2 separate regions of the Ovis aries genome follow, and region 1 is linked to region 2. A link is a contact called in public Hi-C data. All regions are on one chromosome and are shown on one strand. The core of a region is the stretch at or near the end of the contact, and the rest is flanking DNA. Distances in the headings are between cores, read along the strand shown. Region 1 has its middle 99 kb from the start of USP12. Region 2 has its middle 48 kb from the start of GTF3A.

Region 1 (3,110 bases), core at 185-2,684, 210 kb before region 2:
ACAGCACCTGTGCCCTGCACCAACCAAAGAGCCACCCACAAATGCCCTGGGGGTACAAGGGGAGGGGCTTCAGATCTAGCCCTTGTTTAAGCCCCCTCCCCCTTCCTCATGGGAGGAAGCTGCTCCCATGACCACCCCCACTGCCTGGATTACAGAGGGGGAGGGGCTGTGAGTGCAGCCTCCCCCTCACCACCCTCGGGTGGAGGGGCTCACGCGATGCACACAGGAGGACGCGCATCTGAACCAAGAGTCCCCTCTTGTTCTGCACAGACACCAACCCCAAGCAGAGCCAGATTTCCCAGCAACACAGAAGGGGCCCCAGCGTCACCCCTGTGACATCCCTGTACTTGCAGCAGGCCCAGGAGCTCCCTGGAGTGACCCAAAGGAAAGGGCAGCCCTGCCCAGCCCAGTGCAGCCTGGGCACCAACTTCAGAAAAAACACACAAATCAGCTCGGTTCAGATCTGGCCCTGAGCAGACCCCACGCGGAGGAAGGGAAGGAGTTTCAGGCCTTAAATAAGACGGGCAGTCTAGAGAAGGCCGCTGGCTCAAGGGCAGGGTCTAAGAGGTGGCCCAGTTAGGGGAGGCGGTGGGAAAGCAGGTGGTGGGGGCAGAGGCAGGCAGCATCGTGTGGACAGCACTGCACATGGGTGAGTTGGGGCTGGGGAGGCACAGGGCTTTTGTACCGAGTGACTGGGTCAGGGCCAGGTGTTCCTGTAAAACCTGACTCGTTCAGGGGAGGCCATCTGGGCAGGTGGCCCTGGGCCCCATCCCCACCCAACTTTCTTTGATTGCTGAGAACTTGGTTATGGTCATCAGGAAGCTGGGAGATGCTACCGGGAAAGTCAACTCACTTTCGCAACAGGTGCATCGACCATCTTCAGTAGGTCTCAGCAACTCTGAGGACAAACAGGAGGAGGAGGGGGGTTTCAAGAAGGAAAGAGGGTTTCAGAACAGGAAGCCCAATCTGGCCCAGCTGTTTGGACCCTGAGCAGAGGCCCCCCAGGGGCACAGCCGTGACTCATCCTGGCTTCTTCACCATCCAACTCGGAGGTTTCACCTCTTGGCCTGGCCTTCCTGTACCCCAGTTCTGTCTTGGGTTTTCTCCCCTAGGAGATGCTGGGTGCTCAGGGCCTGCAGTAGCTCAAGGGATGGGGTACCGGCTGCCCAAATGACCCAAGTTTCCCAGAAGAGGCCTGTGTCCTACATCCAGCAAGGGTGAGTTGGAGCCAAGTGGCCACCCATCAGTATGCAATCTAAACACCCACCAAGGCCCCTTGGCCTGTAATAAACCCAGCTGGATGCAAAAACAGGCCCGAGAGCCCAGGATACAGCCCTGCCCAGGTAATGATTAACGGGCCGCTCAGGGCCCTGGAGGTCACACTGATAATGAGAAAGTTTCCCCGAGCTATCTCAAGTGCAGAGGGCCCCGGGGAGGGGCCCTGCTGGCGCCCGACTCTGACTCCAGCTAACGCTTCCTGCCTCTCCAGGGTGTGCTCACTTCAATGACCCAACGTGGCCCTGCCCACAGGTACAGGGGCCTGACGTCAGGAGCCTGGGGACATGGCCCTGGTAAAGTCCACAGTGAGAACGCCAACAGGGGGCGTCCTCTAAGAGGTGGCTTTTCCCCGGACCCAATACAGATAAGCCCTTCCAAGATGAGAAGGCTGCGTGGCTTCTTATCTTTATGGCTTGCCGGTCCTGAGCCTTGGAAGGCCTCTCTCCAAGAGGAGTGAAACTCAGAAAGGATTTTCAGTTTTGTTTTTTTTTTTAAAGCACTTTGGCATCTTGCAATGAAATTCTCCAGCAACTTTCTTCTAAAGTTCCTGAACAACTTCAAATGCAGAACAAGTGAGGACAGCTAAAACCCTGATTTGGGTCTATCATGGCACTTTGCAGAGTGCAGGAGAATCCTTTCACTGGGGAGGCAAGGCCAAAAGAGAAGCAATAACAATAAAAAGGACTCTAAGAGACTTCTCTGGCAGTCTAGTAGCTAAGACTCCTTGCCCCCAATGCAGGGGGCCTGGGTTTCATCCCTGGTCAGGAAACTAGATCCCACATGCCACAGCTAAGAATTCTCAAGTGTGCGTGTGCTAAGTCACTTCAGTCGTGTCCAACTCTTTGTGACCCCGTGGACTGTAACCTGCCAGGCTCCTCTGTCCATGGGATTCTCCAGGCAAGAATACTGGAGTTGGTTGCCATGCCCTTCTCCAAGGATCTTCCTGAGCCAGGGATCAAAACTGCGTCTCTTTTTATCTCCTGCACTGGCAGGCGAGTTCTTTACCACTAGCATCGCTGGGAAGCCCAAGAGTTCTCATGCCGCAACTAAGACCCGGTGCAGTCAAATTAATTAATTATCTAAGATGAAGGGCCTACAAAGCCTCAGTGTTCTAGGAAATCACAATGTCAGCAGAGGACGAATGGGGTCTCCCAATCTGCAAACAGATGTGAAGACTCACTGGAGGGCATTGTCTGGATGAAGATGGCGCCATGAGCTGCCATCCCAGCTCTGGCTCCAGCACCTTCTATCGAACCTTCTGCTGGGGTCCTCATCCACCAACGGAGTCCCAGCTCAGAGACATTTCACCCTGTCAGTGCTTTACCTCCCACTCCACCAGCCCTTCTGAACTGACAGCAAGAGTCAGAGGCACCTTTCCTACTAAGGACAGAAGCTAGGAGACTCTTGGAACACTTTCCAGGCTCTCCTTGTGGAACAGGAGCCGTGTACTGTTCCTTGAAAAAGCTGATCCTGATTCCTGCCGGCACACCCGTCACCTGGCACTCCAGGCGGTCCCCGGATGTCATCAAATATTGACATCCTGTCCTGGTGAGCGGGCAGCCAGCTCTGGGATCCTCTAACCTCAGGAGGCCACCCGCTGAGCCGCGTGCTTAGAGCCTTTTATTTGTGATCTAATTCATCAGCTAGGTTGTACCAAGACCCCACCTCATCTCTCCAGTCAGGGTGTCCTGGGCAAGGGACTTTTTCCCCTTCTTCAGATTAGTATGAGCATGCCGATCTTTTCTCAAATATGTTGTACTTTAAATGCCCACAGAGACGACCCTGGTGCTCCAGTGGTTAAGAATCTACCTGCCAATGCAGGGGACAACGAG
Region 2 (2,934 bases), core at 146-2,645:
TGTGGAATCTCTTACTGTAATTAATTGTCCCCTTGCCAGTCACTGTCCCTCCACAGACCATCTCAGCGCAGGGACCACATTCTCCCTGCTAGGTTGCTGGAGCCTGGCAGCGACAGAGGCCGAGGTCTGAGACATGCAAAGGCTGAGGAAGGGCGTGTGCTCAGGGGAAGACGATCCACAGGGAGTGAGGGGGGTCAGGCAGGGGGGACGCTGAACAGAAATGTAATGTAGCCTCAGCCTGATCCTGGGCGAGGTCTGCAATGTGAACAGAACAGCGAAGCTGTTCCACATGCAACAAGGGGGCCAGGATTTTTGTACCTAGGCAAGTCAGCAGGCAAGTCAGCAGGCAAGTCAGCAGGCAGACTCTGTCTGCAATGCCCAGGACTCGAGTTCGATCCCTGGGTCAGGCAGATCCCCTGGAGGAAGAAATGGCACCCCACTCCACTGTTCTTACCTGGAGAAACCCCACAGACAGAGGAGTCTGGTGGGCCACAGTCCATGGGGTCACAAAGAGTCGGACACGACTGAACTACTGAACAATGACCTCGAAGTCAGCAGGAGTAAACTTCCAGGCAATTTCAGGGCAAGTGGTGTCCTCAGGAGGCCAGGTCTCTGGAGAAGGTGTAGCTGTGTTAGCAGCAATGCTTTCACCAGGGGTGGTGGGGTCCTACCACACTGCGTGTTTGTCCCGTGAAAATTTTGAAGTTAACAGCACATCTGCCATCTAACATCCTCAATGTGCCAGGCACTGTGCTCTGCCTTTTACCGTCTCGGTCTGTCTCTAAGCAGCCCTCGGAGTATAAGTGGAGAGAGGGAAGATCCAGTGAAGCTAGATGATGCCTCCCGTTTGCCCAGACACCGGGAGGCAGGTAGATCAGCTTACCTGTACCCAGGGGGTGCGCACACGCAGTAACATTTGAGATGCAATCTCCCTGGCTCTTTGATCAACTTTTATTCAGGGTGGGAATTACTGTGTTATGTCCTTTCACCAGCTTGCTTTTCTGAGATTGGGCCTGGGCTAACCTGCTGGGTTGCTAAGCTGGTGGGAACATTTAAACATTTTAACCTGATCAGACCCCGCACCCTTTCACGTAGCCTTCCCTTCGCTTGGCAGCATCCTCAGTGAATTAGAAAGGTGTCCACCTTCCAGGTAAATTTCTTTTTCAGTCCTAGCCATTCAGTCTCCTTCCCCTGGGGAGCTTGGGGAAGGTGGGGGGGGGGGGCCCGTTCCCACTCAGCCCGTGGGAACACCATGCCAACAACCCTCGACGCTCTGCCGCGCAGGCCCCCGGCCACGGCCCTGTTTGTCCAAATTAGAGTCCGTTTACTCTGCAAACTGTGCTTGTGCTTGCGTCCACACTGAGCAGCTGCTGCCCTTGTTTGCACGGCTTGGTCAGCAGGCAGACAGCCGCCCCGGACAAGCCCGGCAAGCTTCCGGCCGGAGGGGGCCACAGGCACCCGGGCAGACGCCGCCCAGCTTCCCCGGAGCAGACGGCAGTGGCCTGGGCTCCACAATCCAAAATAGTGCACAAGAAATAAAACATTCATACAGAAGAACCCTGGAATATCCTCCAAGGGGCAGCCTCCCAGCTCTGGCTCCACCAGACACGCTCTTAAAAAAAAAAAAAAAGTTAAATAATTTTAATTGGAGGCTAATTACTTTAAAATATTGTGGGTTTTGCCATACATTGACATGAATTGATGCTTTTGAACTGCGGTGTTGGAGAAGACTCTTAAGAGTGCCTTGGACTGCAAGGAGATCCAACCAGTCCATCCAAAAGGAAATCAGTCCTGCATATTCATTGGAAGGACTGACGCTGAAGCTGAAACTCCAATACTTTGGCTGTCTGATGCAAAGAACTGACTCATTTGAGAAGACTCTGATGCTGGGAAAGATTGAAGGTGGAAGGAGAAGGGGACGACAGAGGATGAGATGGTTGGATGGCATCACCAACTCAAATGGACATGAGTCTGAGTAAACTCCAGGAGTTGGTGACGGACAGGGAGGCCTGGCGTGTTGCAGTCTATGGGGTCTCAAAGAGCCGGACACGACTGAGCAACTGAACTGAGGTGACTCAGCCGTGGATGTACATGTGTCCCCCATCCTGAACCCCCCTCCCGCCTCCCTCCCCATCCCATCCCTCAGGGTTGTCCCGGAGTATCGGCTTTGAGTGCCCTGTTTCATGCATCGAACTTGCACTGGTCATCTATTTTACGTACGGAAATACACATGCTTCAGTGTTTTCTCTCAAAACATCCCACCCTCATCTTCTCCCACAGAGTCCAAAAGTCTGTTCTTTATATGTGTGTCTCTTTTGCTGTCTCGCATCTAGGGTTGTCGTTACCATTTTTCTAAACTCATGTATATGCATTAATGCACTCTATTGGTGTCTCTCTTCCTGACTTACTTCACTCTGTATAATAGGCTCCAGTTTCATCCACCTCATTAGAACTGATTCAAATGCTTTCTTTTTAATGGCCCAGTAATATTCCATTGTGTATATGTACCACAGCTTTGTTATCCATTCATCTGCCAGTGGACATCTAGGTGGCTTCCATGTCCTAGCTATTGTAAACAGTGCTGCGATGAACACTGGGGTACACGTGTCTCTTTCAGTTCTGGTTTCCTCAGCGTGTATGCCCAGTGGTAGGATTGCTGGGTCGTATGGCAGTTCTATTTCCAGTTACGGAATCTCCACACTGTTCTCCATAGTGGCTGTACTAGTTTGCATTCTCACCAACAGTGTAAGAGGGTTCCCTTTTCTCCACACCCTCTCCTGCATTTATTGTTTGTAGACTTTTTGATGGCAGCCCTTCTGACCGGCGTGAGATGGTACCTCATTGTGGTTTTGATTTGCATTTCTCTGATAATGAGTGATCTTGAGCATCTTTTCATATGTTTGTTGGCCACATGTATGTCTTTTTTGGAGAAAT

The links. A called contact is a pair of places that touch in the nucleus more often than the background predicts.
Region 1: a Hi-C map of liver shows a contact between it and region 2, with 6 times the contacts expected there. The contact joins two enhancer-like sites. A contact is called at or near these places in 11 of 16 Hi-C or Micro-C datasets (blood, hypothalamus, liver and 6 more).

The regions. Positions count from the first base shown.
Region 1 is chr10:33,036,650-33,039,759 of ARS-UI_Ramb_v3.0, reverse strand. No RefSeq gene overlaps it. Among named protein-coding and RNA genes, the nearest start is that of USP12, 99 kb to the right of the region's middle. Within about 2 kb of position 1,434, at least 8 of the 54 cell types and tissues checked have an H3K27ac peak or open chromatin away from gene starts, as enhancers often do. A contact at or near this core is called in liver, where this site is marked.
Region 2 is chr10:32,822,727-32,825,660 of ARS-UI_Ramb_v3.0, reverse strand. No RefSeq gene overlaps it. Among named protein-coding and RNA genes, the nearest start is that of GTF3A, 48 kb to the right of the region's middle. Within about 2 kb of position 1,395, at least 2 of the 54 cell types and tissues checked have an H3K27ac peak or open chromatin away from gene starts, as enhancers often do. A contact at or near this core is called in liver, where this site is marked.